3 separate regions of the Bos taurus genome follow, and regions 1 and 3 are each linked to region 2. Evidence: chromatin contacts called from public Hi-C data. All regions are on one chromosome and are shown on one strand. Each heading gives the region's core, a stretch centred on a gene start, on an enhancer-like site or on the middle of the called end of the contact. The rest is flanking DNA. Distances are from core to core; before and after follow the strand shown. Region 1 overlaps IRF2BP2 (interferon regulatory factor 2 binding protein 2). Region 2 overlaps LOC132344121 (a long non-coding RNA gene). Region 3 has its middle 100 kb from the start of IRF2BP2.

The links. Hi-C and Micro-C count contacts between places; a contact is called where the count stands out from the background.
Region 1: a Hi-C map of liver shows a contact between it and region 2, with 2.8 times the contacts expected there. The contact joins two enhancer-like sites. A contact is called at or near these places in 2 of 11 Hi-C or Micro-C datasets (liver and skeletal muscle).
Region 3: a contact with region 2 is called in a Hi-C map of skeletal muscle, with 4 times the contacts expected there. The contact joins two enhancer-like sites. A contact is called at or near these places in 2 of 11 Hi-C or Micro-C datasets (liver and skeletal muscle).

The regions. Positions count from the first base shown.
Region 1 is chr28:7,395,883-7,399,266 of ARS-UCD2.0, reverse strand. It overlaps IRF2BP2 (interferon regulatory factor 2 binding protein 2), which reads left to right. Exons shown (of 2, transcript XM_024986931.2): 2 at 1-1,141. Among named protein-coding and RNA genes, the nearest start is that of IRF2BP2, 6.5 kb to the left of the region's middle. Within about 2 kb of position 1,371, at least 24 of the 102 cell types and tissues checked have an H3K27ac peak or open chromatin away from gene starts, as enhancers often do. A contact at or near this core is called in liver, where this site is marked.
Region 2 is chr28:7,839,546-7,843,138 of ARS-UCD2.0, reverse strand. LOC132344121 (a long non-coding RNA gene) reads right to left here. Exons shown (of 3, transcript XR_009493236.1): 2 at 821-986. Among named protein-coding and RNA genes, the nearest start is that of MIR2402, 4.8 kb to the right of the region's middle. Within about 2 kb of position 1,493, at least 61 of the 102 cell types and tissues checked have an H3K27ac peak or open chromatin away from gene starts, as enhancers often do. A contact at or near this core is called in liver and skeletal muscle, where this site is marked.
Region 3 is chr28:7,504,829-7,508,425 of ARS-UCD2.0, reverse strand. No RefSeq gene overlaps it. Among named protein-coding and RNA genes, the nearest start is that of IRF2BP2, 100 kb to the right of the region's middle. Within about 2 kb of position 1,520, at least 93 of the 102 cell types and tissues checked have an H3K27ac peak or open chromatin away from gene starts, as enhancers often do. A contact at or near this core is called in liver and skeletal muscle, where this site is marked.

The DNA of each region.
Region 1 (3,384 bases), core at 122-2,621, 440 kb after region 2:
CTGTGCAAATTCATGTTACCGGTCATTGTTATATTACAAACAGACTTGCATGATTAACCAGTTTGTTGTTACACTTTTTTTTAAAAATTGGAATATCTATGACTCAGATCAGACTGGTTTCTCTTATGTAAATGCACACATGCAGAAACACAGTCGATTTTACATGCCCATAAAGACATTTGTAAAGAATTCAATTTATTATGGTCTGTTGTATAAATGTGTATCTAGGCACTTTACTATAAACTGGAGTTTGACCTCATAGACGTTACAAGTTGATCAGTCATTTGACCTAATTTGTGGTAGCTATCTGTATGTTTTGCAATCTTTATACAGATAAGCTTTCCAAAAGATTAATAAAGAACCATCCTGCTGTTTTGAATAAGTCTCTCCAGCTGTGGAAAAGACAACCTATGGTTTCTCTGTGCTGGTGTTCAAGAGGGAGAATTTAAACAGCTTTAAAGGGCTGCATGTTGAGTTTACTCCTATTAAAAAATAAGAGTCCGACTGGCCCTTGGGTGGCCTTATAGAAGGCTTGCAGCTGGAAAAGTGTTGGTCTGGGTTATTTCTCTGGCATTTTCTGAAGTTAAAAAGTTAGCACTGGGACATGGGTTTGATTCTTTGTTGTACTGAGGACAGTGCAGAGATTCTCCACAGCTGGATAAAGATGTCAGAAAGCTACTTACTGTACATGGGCAGTATCAGATTTCAAATCCTAATATTTCAGCTGTGCTTTTAATACTCAGAATATTAGGGGATGGGGTGTTGAAGCTTTCCCCTTTTTTGCTTTAACAATTTATAGAATTTAACAGATGTACTGTCTTTCATGTGGCCTCACATTAAAAGTTATAAGAACGTACACATGGTTTACAACTTTATTACTAGATACCTTTCCTTGGCCACCAAGTATTTTAAAAGTGTGCCACCTTTTAACCTTTACTTTTTTTTTTAAGTTGAAGGTGATACTTTTTCTATATATGATGAAACTCATGTCAACTAAAGTGAGTGTAATCTCAGATATCAACATTATTTTAAAATCACGCTATGGAAATATCACCTGCATTCTGTCATTTGTCAGATTTACAGTACTTTTTTTTTTCTTTAACTTTTAGCATTAAATAAAAATAAAATTGGGAGCACTGAACATTTTCTGAGGCCTTTTTTAATTGTTTAAGCTTAGAGTGGCTCTTGTTTTAATCACCAGTGGCAATGTGACCAGAGGATGTGTGGGTTTGGGGTTGGGGTTTGACTGAACCAGCAGGAGAAAGGGAGGAGATAAAAGACATGGAACAAAAAGGCAACTGATGGAAGGCGGAAGAAAGTGCTAGGGACTGGGGAAAGGGCAACTGGATAGGGAAGCAGATAAAGAGAAGAGCTGAACAAAGTACAGCCAGAAGAGCACTTATTTACTTTTCAACTTGCAGTTCAGCCTGCCATTCTGCAATAGTAGATTGGAAAGAGAAGATAGTGATGACATTGAAAAGACTGTCAAGACACGGAGTTGCTCACTGGAAAGCAGTGGAAGAAAACAGCGATGTTGGGCCAGAGAAAATTCACTGCAGACAAAAGAGAAAGAAAAAAGCCTACCTTTTGGAAAGCTTTAGAATAAAGTCACGAGCCAAAGCCATGTGTGATGCTCTGAAACTTAAATTTATAAATGGAGATAAAAGGTGGAAAGCACCGAGATAAAGATATTTTTAACAAACTCCTGTCTACTATCACATAGTAAGAAATTTCCTAGATGTTTGCAGCTTTTACTCGTATTGATTAATGGCTTGGCAGACTTCTCTACAAAAGGAACTTGTGAAACTTACTACAGTGTTTAAGATCAGGTACACATAGACTTACTATATGTTTTAAATTAAACAGCAACAGTTAATGCATAGTTAGAGGTGGCCCAGTAACTTCAGGAGTCCATGCATTTTAATGAATTTTTAATTAGCCTATTTAAGGGCATTTTAAAGAAACAGTATCCTTAATAAGTTATTTCTAGATTATAATACACACTGTGATGTTCCATTTAATAAGCTTAAAAGAACTGCTAAACTATTAGTCTTCTTAAAGGTGCTAAATTTTATTTTCAGTGAAACTGAAAATAGTGCAGCTTGCAGAAGTCATTTTTATAATTTGAAAAGCGCCTCCCAAAGTAAACTGTGATGATTGCATTGTTTCCAGTTTTTTTAAAAAAACACCAATCTGACCCCTTGATGTGGCAGATGTCTTTGTTTATTCCCCAAAGCTGGGAAAAAATTGAAGGGAAAACATGGAGCTCCTTTTAATTCCTAGACTTTTTAAGTCCCCCCGTTACTCAAACTTGTTTTACGTATGATTTATAGATGGTTTTATTTGGTTAGTGAAGACTAGAATGTTTCTCTTCCTGATTCCAAAGTGTATACGTGGAATCATTCAGAAAAATGTTCAGTCGTGTGTAGGCCACTGGAAGTACTGAGTCACCCTTATTTGCTTGCCTTTTCTTCATAGGGAACGGTGAGGACACGCCTTTCCTCTGTCACAGACCAAGGGCAGAGGCACAATGAATGGAATACAGATTTGCCTACTTCATCATCTGGGGTTCTAGAAATGGGGGTGGGGGGTGGTGAGGTGGGAGTGGGGACGTTGTTTAACTCCTTCAGTGCCACTGCTTAGGCCTCTGACAGCAATAGTACTGATTACAACTGGTTACAATTCAATAAAAACGGGTGTAACTTCTCAGATTGTCAACTGTCTAGATCTTTTGCTGCAGTTTCTGTTAATAGCCTGCATTTTCCTCAAATGTTAGGAACCCCACACAGGCATTTAAAAGGCACAAAAATACACAAAAAATCAATTGGTAAATTACTTAAGAAGTTGGAAGATAAACAATGACTGGATTTATGGATTATCTGTGGATTTCTCTTATTAATCCTCAGATAAGACCATAATTAGGGATAGCCACACTATCCCAATTTACCATTAACAGAATCATTTATACTCAATTTAATGGTGAAGTTTGTTTTAACTCATCAGTGTTACTTGTTCCTTCCCCATGTCAATACAACTTACAGTGCTTGATTTAATTTGAGGTATAACTTATTTTTTTAATTACAGAATATGAAATCTACAGATGTAGATTTCACTGGTCTTTGTCACAGGATATTGTGCACTTCTCTGTGGGGCTGAGCCTCACCAATCCGTGCAAGTTACAAAAAAGGTACTTCAGGGCAAAAGTATACTGTAGGCAGATCATCTGGACATTGGGTCTAAAAGCTGTTCTTTTAATCTGAAAAACAATGGAAGTAAAGTCTCCTTAATAGAACAATCCTATTAGAATGGTATGAACAGTTTCTACTGTAATAAAAACTTAAACACTGCTTTAAAAAGAAAATGCAGAATAGCCCTTTAAAACTC
Region 2 (3,593 bases), core at 244-2,743:
TCCTTAAATGTTTTGGTTTATTTTGTGTAGTTTTTTTTTTTTTCCTTCTCTTGTGTTTCCTGCTTAGAGAAGTTCCTTTAGCATTTGTTGTAAAGTTGATTTAGTGGTGCTGAATTCTCCTAACTTTTGCTTGTCTGTAAGATCTTGCCTAGCAGCCAACGATGAAAAAAATGGACAGAGGCCGAGTTGTTCTGGTAAAGGAGATGGTAACCAAAGTCCCACCAAATTGATCTCCTTCTGTTAGTGCTGAGGAGTGAGTTTTGAAAACTGTGGATCTAACTGTATCTCCTGTTTTCATAGAACAGGCTCAGACGGTGAAGAATCTGCCTGCAATGCAGGAGAGCTGGGTTCGATCCCCGAGTGGGGAAGACCCCCTGGAAGAGAGCATGGCAACCCACTCCAGTATTCATGCCTGGAGAATCCCATGGACAGAGGAGCCTGGCGGGTTACAGTCTATGGGGTCACAAGAGCCGGATGCAGCTGAGCACAGAAGCTAGCGCCTCGGAGGTTCACAGCAGCTCAGCGTCAGGGTGTGATGAGCATCAAGAGCCCAGACTCCTGGGGGAACGTTCTTACGAAATTCCACTTGCTCCTTGATCCCAGGTACCAAACACACAACGGCTGGCAAAGTCTCCTATTTTAGTAAAATGCCTCTCTTTGGAAAGAAAGCAATTTGTGGAGTTCTAAGCCAAATTGATTTTGATTTACAGGGTTGAAAAAGAAAAAAAAAAAGAAAGCAACTACAGTTAAGTGAAATGCCAGGAGATTTGTGCCCTGAGCTGGAAGTTTAGTCTGATTAGGTTTCCCTAGGTGTGCTCACCTTGCCTCGTCTTGCTCAGCATCCTTCTCCCTTGAACATGGACGAGGGTCTGATGGCCCAGATAGGCTTGCTCTGGCCACTGACCGCTTTTCCGGTTGCAAATGTGCTTTGGTGCCTCTCGTGGGATAACACCTCCAGATGACGCCGGTGTGTGTGTAGGCAGAAGCTAAATGAAGCAGGAACCTGGTAAGCTTGGTCGCCCCTATCCATGTGGATTATTTTATTTTTTAAAAAGAAGCTCATCTTATTTGTCCTTCGGGAAACACCATTTATATTTTCTCTGTTTATTTATTATTTGGTGGCATCGCAGCATACTGGATCTCTGATCTTCCTATGGCATGTGGAATCTTTAGTTGGAGTATGTGGGATCTCATTCCCTGACCAGGGATTGAAGCCGAGACCCCTGCAGTGGGACTGCAGAGTCTTAGCCACTGGACCACCAGGGAAGTCCCTCCACGGGTTTTTAAGGGTGCACTTGGGGAGATCTCTTGGCCCTGTCCTTGCAAACCATTCTAGGGAAAGGGGTTTGGCTACGAGGCTGGAGGCCGGCCCCCGGTCCTCAGCTGGGCGCCCTTTGAAAGTCCCGCAGCTCCTCTCTCCACAGGGCTCGCGGGGGCTGTCCAGAGGCTCTACCCTGCGCCTCTGCCCTGCGCCTGCTCGCGCAGCCACTTGATGGCACTGTTAGAACTGGAGAAAAGAGGCTTCCTCCCCTGCAACCGTTTTCCCTCATTCTAATCCTCTCCAAACTGTCATTTCCACCCACCTCCTTCCAAACAGAACAGAACAAAATCATTTCATAGCCTGTTCCTGCTGCTCTGCCCCCAACCCAGTCCGCCCTGTCCGTCCCTGGCTGCCTGCAAAGATGAGTAGCCCCACTGCCTCCTTTTCTGCCCTCAGGGTCCCCTCTGTCCATCCTGTTTTTGCATCTTTATCATTCTGTGTATGGTGGCGGGGTGGCCCTCTAGAGTTTCAGGCAATCTAGGGAAGTGGCAAGGGCCATGAAAGACTTATAAGGACCTGGGGGCCTAAAAGAGAAAGCAGAAGTGCCTGCAATCCTTCTGGTCGCATGACTTGTGTTCTAGAAGGAAAAAGAAACTAGGGCTGCATGCACAGAGGCAGCGTGGAGCAGGGTCACTGGAAGAAGGTGCTGGAAGGGGGAACGGGGCGGGGGAAGAATGTGCAGAGTGCAGGAAACGGGCTCTCGGCAGTGGAATCTTGGCGTCAACTTGGCCACTCAAAGGCTTTCTGTTCCTGGCTTCTGAGCTGCCGCTGTGTCAGAACCCCCTCCACTGGGTCAAGGGTAGGCGGGGTGCAGTCCTGAGCGACCCTCGCCCTCGTGCACTGATTTTGACCCTTGCTTCCCAGTTCTGGCTGCCATTTCCTCTTCCTGTGAGATGTGAGTAGGGCGCAGACAGAGAGGACCAAGAGCTGGAGGAGAGAAAACATAGCTGTCCCCACCTCTGCCCACCTATCTCAGGTCCCCCAGGCTGCCAGGCGCTGCTGCCTCAGCTCGCTTCCCCCTCAGGGGAGACGAAAACAACATTTCTTGGGAGGAATTCGCTCTGAGAAAAGCATTTTCCCCTAACAATGACCAGGAAATCCTGTCTTGACTGATATTCTCAAGGTGTGCTGGCCTCTTGGCAGAGTCATTTGAAGGCTTATTCAACCATGCAAACGCCCATGAGACATGGTTCCCAAACTCCATGGAGGCGTGCTGGCCACACCCCTCCCCTTGGCCAACCCTGACCTTGAGCAGGGAGCCCAGCCAGCTTGCCCAGCCTGCCTGCAGGTGGGAGGTCTCTCTGCTGACTCAGGCCCAGACTGGGTCAGGTGCCTGCCTTCAGTCCCATGAGTAATACCCTGCCTGTCCTCTGCAAAGGGCCTTCCCAGGATTAATGAATTAGTCACCCCCCGGGAGAGCGAGGGTGCAGGTTATGGTCATCCTCATTAAGGCGTGCCTCATAAGGCCTGCCTCAGGCCAGTGAGTGTCTGGATGTGGGTCAGGCAGACAGTGGCTCAGGGTGTTCCAGGGAGAGGCTCCTCCAGGGCGCAGGGGAGGCTGGAGCTTCTCACTGGGCAGCCGGGGGCTTCACCCACTGAGGGCCAAGGGGAGGGGACTGGAGAGTCTCAGGTCCATGTGAGAAGATGCAGACAGTTTGATACAGGCTCAGCCACACAGTTCCACAGTCTGCTCTGAACAATTCAGAAACTGACGCCGATGAGCCCCCCATCGTTCTGCCCCTCCAAGCAGGCCGTCCATATATTTATGAAATGCACCTCGGAACATTTTCCTTTCTGTGTCTGCGTGGGGATTTCAAATGACTAAAAGTGATAAAGCGCAGGTCACTATAGGACCTTGCAAAACAAAAGCGTGATGTGAATGCCTAGGAGAGTAGGGGCCCCGTGTCCCTTTGGGGCACGGGGCCCCCAAAGAGGTTTGTCTTCTTTCGGGAGCAGGACACAGGTGAGAGAGTTTTAGGAGGTAAGAATGTGTCCTGATGACAGAGCTAGGACCCAAGCACCTTCTGAAAGCCAGACAGCAGAGCAATCCTTTCGGTCAACCCTGTCTGCAGCTGCTTTTTATAAACTTGGCATAAATACATGCTTGGAAATGCCCGGGCAGTGTATCTGGAAAATATTTTCTACCATTCGAAAACACACACACACACATATACATGCTTAGAAAGGAAAAAAAAAAAACACAACAGAAATTGTGCATATTACAGAGCAGCTTCACTTGTGGTTTTTTCCATTACTTCCTCAGTTCATTTTT
Region 3 (3,597 bases), core at 271-2,770, 330 kb after region 2:
CCCTCTAAGGAGCCCGAGTCACCCTGCCTCGGGAATTCCTGCCAAAAGACAAAGCTCCCAACCTCCCAGGGAGCCTTATGTGGCTGCCGGAGAAAGACAGCCTGGCCTTGGTAAAAGCAGGAGGCAAGGAATAGGGACAGTGGGACCCTCCTGGAGCTTCTCCCCACCCAACCTTGGGCTGTGTCCTCCCAGACACCTTTGCTTTCATCCCTGGACCGAGGAGGTGGTCACGTGTGCTCCTGAAAGTGAATGCCCCTTTCAGAGGGCCTGGGGATGGGGTGGGGTGGGCGTCGGAAGGAAATGGTCAGCTGTTTCACAGTGAGGCCTCCGCAGGCATGTGAGAGCAGCCCCTGCTGTGGCCTTGCCTTCTTCCAAATAAAGGAGCCAGGAAACGGCCAAGTTGGTCCTTGTGGCAGAAACTTCTAGAACCAGAAGAGGCCCTTCCCAGCATCGGGGGTGGGGATGTCAGATTTTGCTCTGGGCAGGGCGGGGGGTGGTGGCTGGCAACCAAGTCCCACTTGTATGTAACCTGGCAGCTCTCTGCCTGGAGACTTGCCGATGGTCACGATGTGTCACCTCCCAGGAGATGTTCCACTTTCCAAGCAGGTGGGAACTGAACCTGGTTAAAAATAGCGACACCGGACTCATCACAGAGTCCCCTTGTAAAGCAAAACCGTGGGTCTCCTCCAAGTGGCACAAAGGACCGGCCGTGGCTTTTGGGTTCCCTCTGGGACTCTGGGGGCTGGGGTCTCAACTGCACCAAATCCCCCAGTGCCCTCCCCTGCAACACTCCGGCGCCCAGCACAGCCACCAGCAGAGCCCCTCAGCCGTGGCCGCTGGCCACCTACCCTCACTGGGTTTGCCTCAGTGACTGGGGACCACTGCGACGGTCCACACCCTCTCCCCGCCTTCCTGCTCCCTTTAGTGCCTGGTGGACCGGGGTTTCTGGAGCTTTCTCAGAACCGTGGACACATTCCCAGTGGAAATCATGACATTTTCCGTTTCACATGACGCACTCCACAATGCCTCAGGAAAAGAGAGAGAGAAAGAGAAGGCAAACAGGGCCTGGGAGCCAGCCCCTCTCTGTCAACAGCCAGGCCAGGTCCTCTGTTTATCCTGGAGTCACCTCCCCGGGGCTTGACAGTCAGCCTCCGTGTTCTCTCCTGCAGTCAGAGGCCCGACGACTAGGTTAACTGCCTTTTCTCTCTGCTTCTTGGCACATCTGGGTGAAGGCGTGCCTCCCTACTTTGTTGTGTTTTTTTTAAACTTTACTTTCGACTGCCATGGTAACTGCTGCATGTTTGGCAAAGGGAAAGAGGGAAAAAAAAAAAAAAAAGCTCGGGGAGAAGAAAAGGAGCTCTCAGCGCAGGGCTGGCGGCCGTCCAGGGTAATCATGCTGCAGAGCTGAAATGAGGCCTCTGGCGGGCAGCCAAGTTACAAAGAACAAAGCTGTCAGTTCCTAATGTTGGCGGCAAAGCCTGCTTGGCACCCTTATATGGTTTCCCAGAACTCCCTGCCTTGGCTGCCTTCCATTCCCTTCAGGGCAGCAAACAGGATTAGCCCAGCTCTGAGTTGTTTTTCTTCCCTCTCCTCCAACTGTTTCCAATGACATCATCCTCGCTGCACTCATTTGCCAGCAGGGTGGTTTTTCTCTCTCTCTCCTCCCACCCCCCTCTCTCCCTCCATCTCTCACACACACACACACCTCCACTCCCACTTCCTTCCTGTAGCCGCCCCCCCAACCTCCTCTGACTTGCTCGAAGCGCACTGTTTGAGGTCATGCTTCTTGTCCGGCATCTCTGTGAAATGCACACACGCCCCGGCGCTTGTCCATTTCGCTGAATCAAGCCAGACGTTGTATTTTATTTTTATAACTGAATTCCTGTGAGATAAAAATCTCATTTTCCTTCGCAGGCTGTAATCAGCACTTGCAGGGCTGTGGTTTCCAACTGCCCCATCTCGTGCTTCCTTACCAAGCACCGCTGAGAAATGAACTTGGCTGCCATTCAGGTTTAAAGGGCCCGCGGCTAGTCATACGTTACTGGTTCACACACACACACACGCACAAACACACGATGTGCACACAAAGACTATTGCATGCGCACACCCACAGGCACACACACCCACTGGGCTACACAGACAAAGGGTATGGAGATACCCCCCGAGACAAACAGACACACACACAAGCAGCACCGAGGGTCATTCTTTCCCTTTCAAGAAAGAGAAGAGGTGAACAAGTAGAAGCCAAAAGCTGCTTCCGAAAAGGCTGGTTTCAACCAGCAGGCAGGCAAGCGTTATGCAACTGTCTGGGTTCATGAAAGGAATCGAGGTTCGCTGACTGCACAAGTGTTCCCCCGCCCCCGCCCTGCCCCCCCCCCCCACTCTGATTCATGAACTAGTTTTCAGATTCATGAATCACTCGGGAGCCAGCAAGAAAAAAATGAGTAGTATTGATCTCATTTCAATTGAAATGGGCTCATTATGGCCACACAGGGGCAGGGTGCAGACAACTTCCTACCACCGGACACTCGACCGGCATCCTGGGTCTGCAGGGAGGCTCCCCCACCTGTGGGTGGGGCAGGAATGCTTGAGGACAGGCTGGCTTTTGCAGAGGAGAGGGTTCCCCCTCTCCTGATGATTAAATAGGCAGAATCAGATCTATTGGTATGAGGAGCTGGGGCTGGACTCCTCTGTCCTCCTTCGGCACATCTGCAGGCTTCGTTGGATGTTCACCATCTTTTTTTTTTTTAATTTTCACTTTTAATGAAATCTTTAAGGAGGAATCTCAGTGCAAATTCATTTCTGGATTGTTGGTGGTGTCTCAAGGACTACCTAAAATAGCAATTCACCTTCTACTAGGTGAATTCAAGTTCAGATCCAACTAGGATGTCTTGGGGTTTGCTTCTTTGTTTGTTTCAAGGCCGACATGTAGCTTTTGCCTTCTTCAGCCCTTTGCATTTGATTCAGCGAAGAAAGCCTGGGGAATATGGACCCTCTAGATTCGGGCCAATCACATTTCTGTAAGGAAAAACAATCCTCCAGCTGGGTGACTGTCATCACAGGGATAGAAGGCTCTGGGATTTCAGAAAGTCATCCTTTTCCTTCCCAAATGAAGTGAGGGTTCTCTCGCTGACTGTCAAGGAGGTGGGCACTAACCTGGGGTCCAGTGGATTACAGACAGGGAAACTTCGGTCCCTGGGTAGGTTTATCGAGGGCTGTCCTCCAGGGAACCATACCTCTCCAACTGCCTTTCCTTGTTCCCCTTGAATTCCAACTCAACCGTCTTCCCTCTTGACATATGCCCCCCTGCCCAGTCCAGCATGTCATCCTCATCCTCATGGCTGGGGAATCTTTCTCTTTCTCTCTAGAACACTGCAGTTTGGGCTGTTATGTGTAAGCAGACCATGAACAGTGTGACTGGCTTTTATTTGCAGCTTTGCTTTGGGATTTTGTGTGGTTTCAGCTCCCAGATCTCCCCCAGGCACCCCTACTCTCGCAGCACTGGGAGATTTAAAACAACCGATGGGACATTCACTTTTCAGAAACCTCACAGAAGTGGGCAACCCTCAGCAGAAAAGGATTCTACCCTATGCTGCA